Regions from separate parts of the Zea mays genome. Here region 1 is linked to region 2. A link is a contact called in public Hi-C data. All regions are on one chromosome and are shown on one strand. The core of a region is the stretch at or near the end of the contact, and the rest is flanking DNA. Distances in the headings are between cores, read along the strand shown.

Region 1 (7,286 bases), core at 244-2,743, 230 kb after region 2:
GCGGCCGGTCGCGTGAGACAGAGAAGAAGGAAGAAACGGAGAAAGAAGGATTTGGTCGGCCATTTTAAAAGCTTAATTTTCGGCGGCCAGAGCTTGACCACCGAAAATAAGCTGCTATTTTCGGCGGCTGACACTGGCCGCCGAAAATAAGCTTGGTCGCCGAAAATGGTGCACAGTGTTGTTGTGAAACTTGTTAGCTGACCTACCAGGTGTGGCCTCACCAGCAGATAGAAAGGATAGGATGTGTGGGTGGCCACCATAACCATGAAGACCTACACACGCCGAGGGAGTGAGTTAGGAGATGACGCGTGCCAGCCACCGAGGAGGCAGGGCCATGAGCCCATGACACGACCTCTCCACGGGCTCAATCTGGAGCAGAGAAACCCCACCTTCTGAGTTCAAAATCCGTGCTCCCTCTACGAGATCTTCTCGAATTGCACCGCTGGGACGGTTTGGATGACATCAAGCGAGCCTTAACACGGCCAGACAATCAAAATCTCCCTTTACCAGTGCGGATTCGACAATCTGCCTGTCATGGCAGCGGGGAAGAGAGAGACGGAGGCAGCGCGTCGGCCGTGGGGCGGCGGCAGGGGAGGGGCAGGAGAGAGGGGTGGCGAATAGGTAGGGGAAGGAGATTAGAGTCGTAGATAGTAGAGAGAGAAAGGGAGGATGTGTGTGTGTTCTATGAGCTGTCCATCCGTCTATTCCTTCGGGTGAGGCAGAAAGTTGCGGGTTGATTTCAAACAAATAAAAGTGGTTCCTTATAAAAGTATGGCGCGAGACGACTGTTAAAACTGGTGATTATATAGTAAAGAAAACATATAGACTAAAAGTGAACTAAAAACATGGAGACTTTTTCCATAAAAAAATCATGTGCGCCTTTTAAACTAAATTAATTTACATTTACCAACTAATGAGCTACGGGCTATTTGGGTTGAGAAGTAACAATCAGTTCAGGTTTAGTCCACCGTACCTGTTTAGATACCTGAGTCTAAAACTTAGATAACTACTCCCTTCGTTCTTAAATAAATCAATATCTAAAACACGTGCAAGTTAAACAATCTTAATTTTGAACTAACTGTATATGAGAAATTTTGGTCATCTAGATTTAAGTTTAGTAGCAAACTAGTGGATTAATTGATGACTAGTCTGATGCATTGTCAGACTTGTGAGCTGAGCTCTTTCTGTCGGCTCGGTCGTGGACCATACACTGGCACAGGTCTTGGACCACGCCTGTTCAGCGCTACAGTACAGTACTACTGTCTCTTCCTTTTCTCTCTTATCCAACCACGCATAGCGCAGGAGTGGATAGATAAGCGTTGCACCAGTACTGTACTGGCATGTGGAGTGGAGGAGTAGATAAGCAAGCAGCACGAGGGCCAGCCTTGACTTCTCTCTCTCTCCCCTTCCCTTCCCCTGCCATTAGAGGGAGTTGCGGGTGGTAGCCTGGTGGTAGGGGTGGTACTGGTACCCGGCGGGGCGGGCGCAGCAGTGGCGGTCGCGGTGGCGACGAGGAGGGAGAGGATGGCTGCGCTGCGTGCATGTGGGGGTAGACGCGGACACGTTTCGAGCTCCCGCTGGCGCGCGCGTCGCTTTCTCGGCGCAGAGCCCGTTTCGTCCCGTCGTCCGCATCCGTCTCGTCTCGTACGTTGCTGCCAACCTTGTCCGGCGACCCGTCCTTGCCTCCAGAACACGGTCCGGGACGGGATATTTCAGCGGGACAGACAGGTACGTCCAGCTCAGCAGGCAGGCAGGCTTTGGTGGACCGGCATGTGCGTGCCTCGTATCGTCGTTAATAACAGCTCCAAAAAGAAGAAGGAAAAAACGAAAGTTCAAACACGTAAATGTTACGTACATAGTTATTACTATTTAATTAACTAACTATGGCTACTGCCATGCTAGCTATGGCTAGTATATATACAACCTTGTGACGTGTCATGCTACTATAGCCACAGGCACAGTTGTCCTTTAGGTAACGACGTTACTAGAGGGCAGGCGGGGACGCGTGCACGTTTGATTCAGACATCGTCGTCGTCGACTCGTTGTCACGTATACTCACCTGACCGATTCTTTGTAAGACGCTTTAGAATGTCGTTGATTATAGCACGTGTGGGTTATATTTATTGTTATATTGGTTTGGATTGCTCTTCAGTCTTCACGTACACATGCATGTCTCGTCTCGTCTGATATCGCATTCATTTTCGTTATTACGTTCTGTGGTGCCTAAGATCGATTTGAATACCAATTCGTGTCGGGAAAAAAATTGATGGTGAGTAGATCATCTAATCTAATGGGAGGTGTAGGTAGATATACCTTCGTTTTTGTTGCTCATGGGGGCATCGATGGCGGCCGCATCTCGCATAGTAGACCTGTTGCCTCCTCCACCACCTTCCTGCGTGTTCTGGTGAGGTTAATGTCTCGTCGGATGGCAAGACCAACATCTTTATTATTAAACTGAATAATCCACTGTCTACGTTTTTGTTTTTGTTCCAAATTTGTGTGCCAATATTTAGAGCTCGTTTAGATTCAACTCATTAAATTTTAGTTCCATCACATCGGATATTTAAATACTAGTTTAAGTATTAAATATAGTCTAACTATAAAACTAATTATACATATAAGGAGTAAATGGTAAGACGAATATGTTAAGCCTAATTAGATACTGCATAAACATTTGTTAATTATGGATTACCACTGTTATCCTAAACGGTCATTTAAACGCTCGTTTAAACGCCGTTTAAATGCTACTAAGTAGATAACTGTTTAGGTCGTTTATGCCGTTTAATCTGTTTAATCCCGTATAATCTGTTTTTTATTTTTCTGGCAATGTGCGTGAGAGGAAGACACGGGAATAAATTCCAACTAAAATATAGTATAGAATTAGGTTTAATAAATTTGTTTCGTCGTTTAATCGTTATCTATGTAATTATTTTTGTAATTAGACTATATTTAATACTCATAATTAGTATTCGAACTTCTGACGTGATAAGTACTAAATTTTAGTCAACCTGTTAGCCTATGGAAAAGATGCGGACTGTTGATGGTCTTCTACCTTACAATTCAGAAATGATTGCGCGCGCTTTGTTTATCACAGTCTACCACCCTTTCAAGTCTGTTTTACGTCCATTTTTTGTTCAGAATACGTAGCTTCTTATGTAGAAACAGATTTCTCGCTCACGATCCGTGCCAACAACATTCATCATGAGCCTTCAGCCGTGCACAGCTAGCACCACCTGACCTGACCTGGATTAGGGCCTCCTTGGCCTTCAAATCTTTTATCCTGGCATGAGTAAGTTGGTTGGTGTAGGCGTCATAGCCCGGACCGGTGCTGATTTATCTAGATTTTGCAGCCTAAAACTAAAAGCCTACTGTACTATATATAATATTATTCATGAACCAACAAACAAGTCATGCAAATGTTGTCCATCCAAATCCAAATGGTAAGCAATCCAATTGACAACTACTTCCAATCCTCCATGAACTGTTTCTGGTCCAAATATAGATGTCGTCCAAAAGGGGAAAAAAAGAGAAAATGGCAGATGCATGCAAGGAAGGGCCATGTGTCTTTTTGAAGGTGGATTGTATATAGGTGACTGGTGAGTGTCATCCGGGCATGTGCATGTACCGCAAGTCCGCAATAATTGCAAGCAATGGTTTTAGGGCCCTATTATGTGTTTGGTTATAGGATGGGATGCATGAGCTATTTCCCTATTTGGTTGGGTTGGGTGAATAGAAGTGGATATGATAAGAATAGTTAGCTAACTATATTTAATATTTAAAAATAATCACAACAAATTAGACACCAATAAATATTCAATGACACTGATGTTGTCATTACAATCATTAATTAAAACTAAAATATGATAATTAGCACTACGCCACCCTATTTAACACACAAAACATGCGCTGATCAATATATTAGCTCTTGCCAAAATTTATCTTGCCATCATAATTAATAACTAATAATATAACATACTAATAGCTTTGTTTTCTTTTATCTTCTTCCTTCTACCATGTACTAGCTGAATGCCCGTGCGTTGCAACGGGAATATATAATACCAGTATACTACGATAACTTATATACAAAATATGTGTTATACCGTTATGAAAAAATGTTTCATAATCAATTTGTGATTCTGGACATACATAAATTTTGTTATTTATAATCTATCTGTTTCACCACTACATTGCAACCATCAGTATCATGCAGACTTTGATATATGTCACGATTTGCATGGTCTCATTATTCGAGAGCACGTTTCACACATACCGGAAGAAATTCCCTCGTACATCGTTAGTCATCGGACACGTACCACCATACGCTTTTGCTTAAACAAAAAGATAAGTGTGTGTGTTTGCAAGACTAATGGTCTAACATCGTATAACCATAAAGTTAGAATACTATATTAATATATTAAATAAATTAATCCAATAGACATAGATTAACCCAATTACATAGGATAAATAAATATCTAATTATAAAAGTATGAAACATGGTATAATCAATGTTGTTACTGCGTAGTAAATATTCATACGAGACTAACACAACTGAAACGGTTCAATTTAGAATTAAAATGGGGAAGTTATGAATTTCCAAAGTTTCTATGTATTTGATATAAGATTAATTAGGAAATCAATTTTATTGTTGTTTTCATGACAAAACAGAGGTATTATGTGATAAAAAATAATATTATAGAATTATAGAAATTGGAATGAACTTATTTGGATTTAATATGAAATTTCCATGAATTAAATGAGTTTCTGCAATTATTTTTAAACTAAAAATCAATTTCTAAACTCCTTTTCCCTATTTTCTTTATTTCCTGGACTGCGTCCCAAATTCCAGAAAGATCAGGGACCAAGCTATAAATGTTTTTCTAGACTCAGTGAGCATACAGAGTGGACGGCGGGTTAAACACAAATAAAGTCTTAGTTGAAGTTGTACACAATTCAACATGAGTCATGTTGGTTAGAGGGTGGAAGGCTAGGCATTCTACTCAATAGATCCAAGGTTCAATTCCTGAGCAGCCATGGTTTAATTTTTTTTTCTGCGCGCGGAACGGGGGAGGGCAGACTACTCTTACCTTCTTAATAAGTAGTATAGATTAAAACTAAAATATGATAATTAGCACTACGCCACCCTATTTAACACACAAAACATGCGCTGATCAATATATTAGCTCTTGCCAAAATTTATCTTGCCATCATAATTAATAACTAATAATATAACATACTAATAGCTTTGTTTTCTTTTATCTTCTTCCTTCTACCGTGTACTAGCTGAATGCCCGTGCGTTGCAACGGGAATATATAATACCAGTATACTACGATAACTTATATACAAAATATGTGTTATACCGTTATGAGAAAATGTTTCATAATCAATTTGTGATTCTGGACATACATAAATTTTGTTATTTATAATTTATCTGTTTCACCACTACATTGCAACCATCAGTATCATGCAGACTTTGATATATGTCACGATTTGCATGGTCTCATTATTCGAGAGCACGTTTCACACATACCGGAAGAAATTCCCTCGTACATCGTTAGTCATCGGACACGTACCACCATACGCTTTTGCTTAAACAAAAAGATAAGTGTGTGTGTTTGCAAGACTAATGGTCTAACATCGTATAACCATAAAGTTAGAATACTATATTAATATATTAAATAAATTAATCCAATAGACATAGATTAACCCAATTAACATAGGATAAATAAATATCTAATTATAAAAGTATGAAACATGGTATAACACATATATTTTTTTTCTGCGCGCGGAACAGGGGAGGGCAGAACGGCAGAACACGGGGAGGGCAGAACGACAGACTACTCTTACCTTCTTAATAAGTAGTATAGATTTCATATTGTTCTTTTGACATGCGTGCCACGCTAAAGACTATTCTCAACTACATTAACATAGAACTGTGATCCTTGAAGGCCATATATAACAACGTTTTACCTATTCTCATACTTCCATCTACACATATCCACCCAACAACCAAATACACTTCCTGGCCAAGCAGGCATAGTGAGTTCAATAACAAAGTTCATATATACTAACATTTATATACCTTCCTGGAGTTCTGTTCAAGACATGTAAACAAAAGTACCCTGTCCCCTCCAATGCATTGTTGTGGATCACTTAAAAAAACGCATTGGTGTGGAACTGTCGGGAGCTAGATTAACAGAACCTGTATTGATCCCAGATTGGAACAGTAGAACTAAGATAACATTCTCATTACATAAAGTTCAGCATTATGCTGTCGAACCGAGCCTGATTTTAGATGAAATAGACCAGTGTGATGGGCCGAGATACATGATTTTAGATGAAAGAATCGAGCAGGGGTGGTCCCATCCCCCAATCATTTTGGTTATTATCATAACATGTATTATTATCAATTGTCATGCGAGCGTCTTTTGGCACAAATGGTACTATGATGGTGATCAGTCCTTTTGTACTTTAGGAAAGTGTCAGCAGCGTGCTTTTGCGCCACTGAGCAAATGCGTTTTGTGAACACCTTTGCAGCCATTGTAGATAACACGAGAGAACAAAGGACATCGAATTATCGGCATGCATACAAAGGAAATCTAGATGATCCTCGGAGGAAATTGTGAAAAAAAAAAATCGATCACACTGTCACAGAAAGGGTTTCAGATCCTAGCATCTAGTACTTGTTAAAATGGCTTACCGTGAAAAGCACCTAAAAGTCGGGGCTATTTTTGTACTACGAGAAAAAAAGCCACAAATAGTAGCTTCACCAATTTTATTTGGCTCTTACTCTAGCATTTTAATACATGGAAATGGCTCTGGCTCTAGAATAAGCCGTTTCTGCCAAACAATTTGTGAAATGGCTTCAGCTCTACCAAAAAGGTGTTTTTTTAGAAGAAAAAAAAAAAGCCAGAGGTAGAACTATTTTTAGACAAGCCAGAATCCTACCAAATAGGCCCTTAGTATTACTCTATAGAAGCGTTAGTATTGGTTGGTGAATCTAACATGTATTAATTTCTCTTCTTTAGTACTGGTTAGAACCATCGATTTGTATTAATATCTTAAACATAGGCTACTATCGGTTAGTAGCTCCAATTGCTACTAAAAATAGACATTAGTACTAGTTAGATTCACCAATCAATACCAATATCTCAGTCCCTTATTTAAGATTTCTTCCTCTAGCACTATGAGTAGAGATGAGCTCTATCCATGGGGACTTTTTAGAGATGTGCTACTAAATTTTTAAGACATTCTATTAAATATTTCACTTATCTAAATAATAAAAAAT
Region 2 (7,186 bases), core at 4,646-7,145:
TTCGGCCTTGTCATCAGACATCTTCCGAAGCCTTTGTTTCCTGGGTCTGAAGGATGGATCAACATTGAGCGAGTGCTCAATAACATCCCTGTTAACTCCACAAAGATCATTAGCTGACCAAGCAAAAACATCTTTATTGTTGAACAAAAACCTTATCAAGGTTTTCTCCTGCTCTTCAGACAATTGAGATCCCAATAGCACCTTCTGCTCTGCTATATCCTTACATAAGAGCATGGGTTTCGGCTAGTCAGCCGAAGCAGCTTTTTCCCTTCTGAACTTGTATTGCTCACAAGCTTCAGTTCCATCTATATTATGAATTGCTTTTGAGTCTGTCCAATTTCCTTCGGCCTTTCTGGCAGCTTCTTGACTTCCATGAATAGCAATGGGCCCTTGGTCCGAAGGTATCTTCATGCAAAGATAAGCTGGATGTAGAATTGCTTCGAAGGCATTAAGAGTACCACGACCAATGATTGCATTGTAAGGGTATTCCATGTCAACAATATCAAACACAACTTGTTCAGTCCTTGTGTTGTTGATAAATCCGAAGGCCACTGACATTGAGATTTTGCCGAGTGCTACAATCTGCCTTCCTCCGAAGCCGCAAAGGGGATGTGTGGCATCAAGAATTTTATCTTTGGGCTCTTGCATCTGTCTGAAGGCCTTAGCAAATATGATATCAGCTGCACTGCCTGTATCAACCAAAACATTGTGGACCAGAAATCCTTTGATAACACAAGAGATAACCATAGCATCGTGTGGATAATCCTTGAGTTGAAGATCCTCTTGGGAGAAGGTAATAGGAATGTGAGACCATCTTGACTTAATGAAGGGTCCTTGTACCCCGACATGTTGTACCCTTCTTTGTGCCTCCTTCTTCTGCTTCTTGTTGGCTGGCTCTGAACATGAACCGCCTGTTATAGGGAGTACCAGCTTCGGAGCCGAAGCAACTCCGTCTTGAATGTTGAACGAAGCCATCAGCTCAGAAAAGTGGAAGTGAGTTCACCGGAGGTGGGCGCCAATGTTGGGGACTTGTTCTCAAATGCTATGAATTAAGAACAAGGCAACATAAATGTTAAATGTTAATGTCCTTCGCCCGCTGAAGCATTATTCCTTCAAGGGTTTAATGAACTTCGGGCGAAGGTTAAAACGATACAATTACGAAGGTTGAATCTTCGTAATTGAACTCTCAGAGATTATATAAAATAATGCGAGATATAAAGCATTAAAGACAAGTAAATTATAAGTAAACAACATCATTTACATATTATATAAACTTGATGTATTCAAATATAATATTAGATACATTTATACCTCTGCCTTGGCAAAGGATAATTTCCGAGTGATGTGATTGCAATTACAGGGATGCATGAACAGTAAAGGAATACTGTTCACTATTTATAGGCACAGAACACAGCCTGTGAGGAATTACAATCATGCCCCTCATAAAAGTTTACAACATTGACTCAGACCTTTATGGACTAGAAGGTCATTCTATCTTTAAGTCGGTTCGACCCTTCATCTTCGGATATGTTGTAATACCGAAGCCTCATGAATGGTGCCTTCGGCGTCACGTACGAGCAGCTTCAGCCGAAGCTGTCTCTTTCTGCAGGACCTTCGGCGACGAAGCATGGTCCCAACACTCACTTAGTCGTAGGTGTGAGCCCTGCGTCGAACGTCTATTTATTTATTGCATTCTATTGTTTGGTGTATTGTTTCTTTGTATTAAATTTGTGGAATGTATGTTTGAAACTCGTATAGATAACGGTCAGTTGGCAGAGTCCGAAGGAGTTGCAGGTGAAGACCCTGAGCAGCAGCTGGTTGGTAAAGGCAAGTGTCCCTTGACCCATCTATGTCCTATACATTTTATAATTCACTCCCCGCATTTACACAATTTATATCTAAGGATTGACTAGCTTTTGTTTATCTTGTCCTTGTTTACCTATTTTGGTTGGGTTATTCTGGTTTAGCTATATGCTAGTGCTTCACATTAATCAATGAACATGATGAGATTATCTATGATACGCTGTTTTCCCTTTTGATTATGATGATGGTACTTGTGGCCCTTAAGGGGACTCGAGCTATTTCTCGAGTGCCTCTCCGTAAGGACCTGTTCGTTGGATGACCGCCCGGGAAAACAGTGCAACCATGAGGGTGGAGTGGGACGCCCTTAGGTGAGTAATTAGAGGAACTGGGGTGTAGTTCGCTTCTCTGTCGTGTCGTTAATGGGGCTCGGTGTATGCGGCTCGCTCTGCCAAGGTTGGTTCGCCCTTTGGGGAGGAGTGCAGTGCATTTAGGAAACCTAACGGGCGGCTACAACCCCAGGAAATCTTTGTAAAGGCTACGTAGTTAGACCCTGCCTATTCACCTTGGTAGTATTAAAGGGTTTGATCGGCCCGAGGCAAGAGGGAATCACGGCTTGTGGGTAAAGTGCGCAACCTCTGCAGAGTGTTATGAAACTGATATATCAGCCGTGCTCGCGGTTATGAGCGGTCAAGGGAGCTCCATTGATTAGAGATACTTGATCAGAGATGTATGATTTATAGGTGGCGATGAGGAGGATGGTTATGATTATGCTTATGGTAATGGTAAGTGGTATTCTTTCCGTTTGGAAAGGGTACATCCGGGTTAATAACTTGGGTTAATGCTAAAACCTGGCTTTCTACTAGTAAATAATAACCTGACCAACTAAAAGCAACTGCTTGACTTAACTCCACATAAAGCTAGTCCACTACAGCCAAACGGGACATATTGCTGAGTATGTTGATGTGTACTCACCCTTGCTTTACACACCAAACCCCCCAGGTTGTCCGCGTTGCAACCACTTCTCAGGAGAAGATGAAGCCGTGGAGGAAGACTTCCAAGAGTTCTAGGAGTATGATGAGTTTTAGGCGTGGGTTAGCGGCAAACCCCCAGTCGGCTGCCTGTGTAGGCCGTGTGTATCTACGTTTCTTTTCCGCACTTTGGTTATTATTAAAAGACTATGTGGATGTCTCGGACATCATGATGTAATCGACTATTATACCCTCTTTTATGTCATTATTTTAGCACTGTGTGATGATATCCAGTTATGTAACTGCTGTGTACGTGAATTGCTGATCCTGGCACGTACATGGTTCGCATTCGGTTTGCCTTCTAAAACCAGGTGTGACATAGGTGGTATCAAAGCCGTGCTGACTGTAGGACCGCTAACCTAGAATAGAATGGTCGTTCTAAGGATTATAGACCCCTATTATCACCTTGACTTTGGTATCTCTTCAAAAGTTGGTCATATCGACCAAACCTATGTTCTACTATATATTATTATACCTTGCTGAAAATTTTGTTTTATTCTAATTCATCATTCATTTATGGTCTACTTGCTGGTCATATTAGTTCTGTTCTCACTCTTATGCTTACGGTGTCTTTTGTAGATGGCTCGTCTTAGACACACCGCACGAAAGTCAGTCATTCCTTTCTTGCCTTCTCGTCTCGCGGAGCGTCCGCTTCGCCGTCCAGTGACTGGTCAGTCTAGCCACTTGGAGAGGCTGCACCACCGCCTGCACGAGGAGCAGGAGCGTCGACGACAGGAGCTGGAGCAGCAGGACTCTTCTTTCTTGCTTCAGCAGGAGATAGAGTCTATGAAGAGCTGCTCCCCTGTGCTCCCGCTGGAGGCGCCCCCTGCACCACCACTGAGCGCCCCAGCCACTGGAGTAGCTGTTGGAGGAGACCCAGACGACGGAGGTGGCGACAGCAGCTCGAGCCACAACACCGACCTTTCAAAGGAGCAGGAGCTGGAAGGATGGGTTGCCCGACCCATGTCACACCCGGGTTTTAGGGGCACCAAGACCCGGGCGCGAACATAATCACCAGGTGTGCTGGGACCAAGTCTCACACATATGATGATTCATGGCACAGGATCGAATGTCACATCTTTACTAAATAACAGGAGTTCTATACAAAATAAATGAATAATTACATTATAAGGAGACAACGGTCCAGCAACCCAAAGTTGACTAGGAGACGACGGCCTAGACCTCTCACGAACACATCGCAGCATCCTCCATGCGCCTCATCCTGTGGTACCTGTTCTTGACCTGTGAGGGGGTGTGAGACAGCAAGAGTGAGCTCACATACGTTCATCGCTCAACAAGTTGTGGGGAATAATGTGCATGAACTCGCCAAAGGTGGGAGCTCATGTGAAGTGTAAGGCTTACCAAAGAGGATGGTTAGAGCTGAGCATTGCTTTTAAAGTTGGTCAAAATTTTATTAGCAATTATTAAGTATAAGTAAATACCAACCCAATTAAGTAGTAGAACAAAAGTAACAACATCACCTGCGATGCAATGCATATGGCAAATTGAATTTAGTTCCATATATTAATCATGTGAGTGTCCGAGCTGCTCATGACCGTGAGCACGACTAGTATACCAGTTTTACACTCTGCAGAGGTTGCACATCTTTACCCACAAGTCATGTTACCCATCTGCCAAGAGACGACCAATCCCATACACCTCTACCGAGGAGGTGAGACAGGGTAACACTACGAGGCCTTTACAAAGTTCCACTAGCTTCAGAAAACCAGCTACAGTTTATAGGAAGCTCCAGTGCAGGAATCCCTCGCCTAACCGCCATCGCAGCAAAATCAACCAAGGACATCCCTACACTGACCACTCCCCTACTGCCCTTGCCCCTTTCGGTTAAGGTAGTCATCCACTAGCTTTCCTAGTTAATCAGCCAAGGGCGTCCATAAACCCTTGTGGTAGCACTGTTTTCCCGGGTGGTTCTCCATGTTCCAATTAACATAATGATCTTAACATGAACAATAAATAACAACTGATAACAAAAGTATAATCATGAATAGTGTAATCTTCATACCCAAAACCACATAAAGCAATAGCAGGTACTACCCAAAAAGTTTAGTGGAGTCAAGGTATAAAGATAATCAAACTAGGGTAACCTGTTGGGTCCCATCAAAATTAACCTATGCAGATCATTATGATTAATTAGAACATGACTGGGTAAAAGAAGTGATCAAGGGCACAACTTGCCTGGGACTTGATATTCCAGGTACCAACTTGCTCTTCAGATGACACATGACCTCACTGCTAGTCGTAGCAATACAAATAAACATGGTATAGGCAAAATTAACATCACACCAAGCATAAGAATAAACTGCGTAATAATAATCTATGCGAAGCTACAAGATCGTGGGTTCGAGAATAGCTAAAATTGGAGTTATGGTTAAGGAGTTATGATTTATGGGAGATCTATGTGATTTAACTATTAAACTATATTATAAATTGATTAGTATACACCATATGAGATAATATTCTATGAATAATTAATTCAACTTTAATCTTAATTATAACTTGACTAGAGAACATATTTTAATCAAACTATAATCATGGATAGGTTAACTTCGTTTAGAGGAGTTAATCTATTAAACATAGGCTAGACAAATTTCTAAAAATAAAAGTATGGGGTGCGATAAATGTTAGTGTCATACTGTATAGATGATATTATTGTGAATCTAACGCAATTCGAACGGATCAAATCAGAGTTACGGTTAAAAAGTTACGAATTTCTATAGATTTAGCACTGGTGCACAAAAGAAATTAAGTACACAATTTTAGTTTAGGTTTCATAACAAAATAAACTTACTAGGTGATAGACAAAAAAAATTATTGCAACTAGAATGGATGAAAAAGGATTTAAAATGAATTTTCTATGAAGTATATAAGTTTTGGAATTATTTTAGCACTAGAAATTCATTTTCTAAAACCTTTTCCCTATTTTCTCGAATTACAGGACTGCGCGCAGCATTTCAGAGAAATGCAGGGTCTAATTCGAAAGACTCCCAAGGCTCAGGCTACAGCTAGGGTGGACTGCGGGTTCAATATCATAAACCTGAGGGTCTCTCACGTAAAAAGCCTGGCCGAAGGGGTACCGCGCAACCTGAACCGTCTGATGTACTACAACGGCCTTGATTTAAAACATCTAGTTCTAATCTCACTCGTCCAACACCAGATCAGCGTCTCAAATTGCTTCTTCCTTCTCCCGGCGGTCAGCCATGGTGGCTCGCGCAGTACACAGCAGAGGCCATTGCCGGCACACGCCCATCCGGTATGCTAGCATCCAAACTTAAGCGCGACTCGATGAAAATGAAACAGGAGGGGCAAACTCGGAAAGGCTATCATACCGGTAGTAGGGACGGACCCCGGTGCTGGTGCCAGCGTTTGTCCATAGCTTCGCGTGGTCGCGAATACGACCGAGGCTTCGACAACGATCTTCCCAGTTATCTAGCCGTCGTAGCTCCATGCAATCCTCTGGTGCATGCACGACTTGATCTGAGGGACCTCCTAGCTACACTCCGAGGTTAACCAATGGCATAGACACCACAACGCTTCCTCGGTGACAAACTCTATTTCTTTCTCTACCTGCTATATATCTGTTAATTCGCGCAGACCATAAGTATGATGTCCAACGCGAGGTCACGGTGGTGAATAAATATACCCAGGGGCGGATACATGGAGGAGGTAGTTACGGTGATCATGCAGTTGTTGTTGGGTTTGTTACGCTGGTGAAGGAGAAGCTGGCCAGACAGATGCTTTATTCACGGGATTAGTTCATAACGAACTCCGTGCATGGCTCTGGGAGAGTTTTCGCGAGGGGAATACACCAGGCGGATAAATCCCTGGGCCCCAGGCACTGTTGGTGGCGAGGCCGCGCGGTGTGGAGCCCCATCTCCCAGAATCAGGTTTCCACAGCCGTCTGAGGTTCATGGCACCGCCCGCTTGTTTCGGTGAGGAGGAAAGAAGAAAGGGATGACATGTGGGGACCACAATTCAGTGATTGAGCACCAGCCAAAGCCGTGAGCCACGATTGCCTAGTTGGTCCACTGAACGGCACCAGGGGAAAGCGAGAGCCCATGTGGTTCTGGGCCAGAACAAAAAAAAAAAAAACAGTCGGCCGCAGAGAGGTTTTCTTTTTTTAATCCAAAATTCAAACCTAAATGAGAGTTTTAGTTTTTTTAAATGTATAAATCAAGAAAACATCTAGCATGAATGCTTAACTTCTTTATAGTTCATCTCTTACATTAATTACATTAATCATGAACCTTTATATGCTTTAAAACGAGTAAGAACCCATGTTACACAAAGTATTATTCCCTTCTATTTTGTTATCTAAATTTTGGGTATTACAACCC

Evidence for each region. A called contact is a pair of places that touch in the nucleus more often than the background predicts.
Region 1: a Hi-C map of ear shows a contact between it and region 2, with 2.1 times the contacts expected there. The contact joins two enhancer-like sites. A contact is called at or near these places in 2 of 25 Hi-C or Micro-C datasets (ear and leaf mesophyll).

Annotation. Positions count from the first base shown.
Region 1 is chr8:108,753,683-108,760,968 of Zm-B73-REFERENCE-NAM-5.0, forward strand. No RefSeq gene overlaps it. Among protein-coding and RNA genes, the nearest start is that of LOC100216730, 52 kb to the right of the region's middle. Within about 2 kb of position 1,494, at least 18 of the 20 cell types and tissues checked have an H3K27ac peak or open chromatin away from gene starts, as enhancers often do. A contact at or near this core is called in ear and leaf mesophyll, where this site is marked.
Region 2 is chr8:108,515,771-108,522,956 of Zm-B73-REFERENCE-NAM-5.0, forward strand. No RefSeq gene overlaps it. Among protein-coding and RNA genes, the nearest start is that of LOC109942011, 43 kb to the left of the region's middle. Within about 2 kb of position 5,896, at least 17 of the 20 cell types and tissues checked have an H3K27ac peak or open chromatin away from gene starts, as enhancers often do. A contact at or near this core is called in ear and leaf mesophyll, where this site is marked.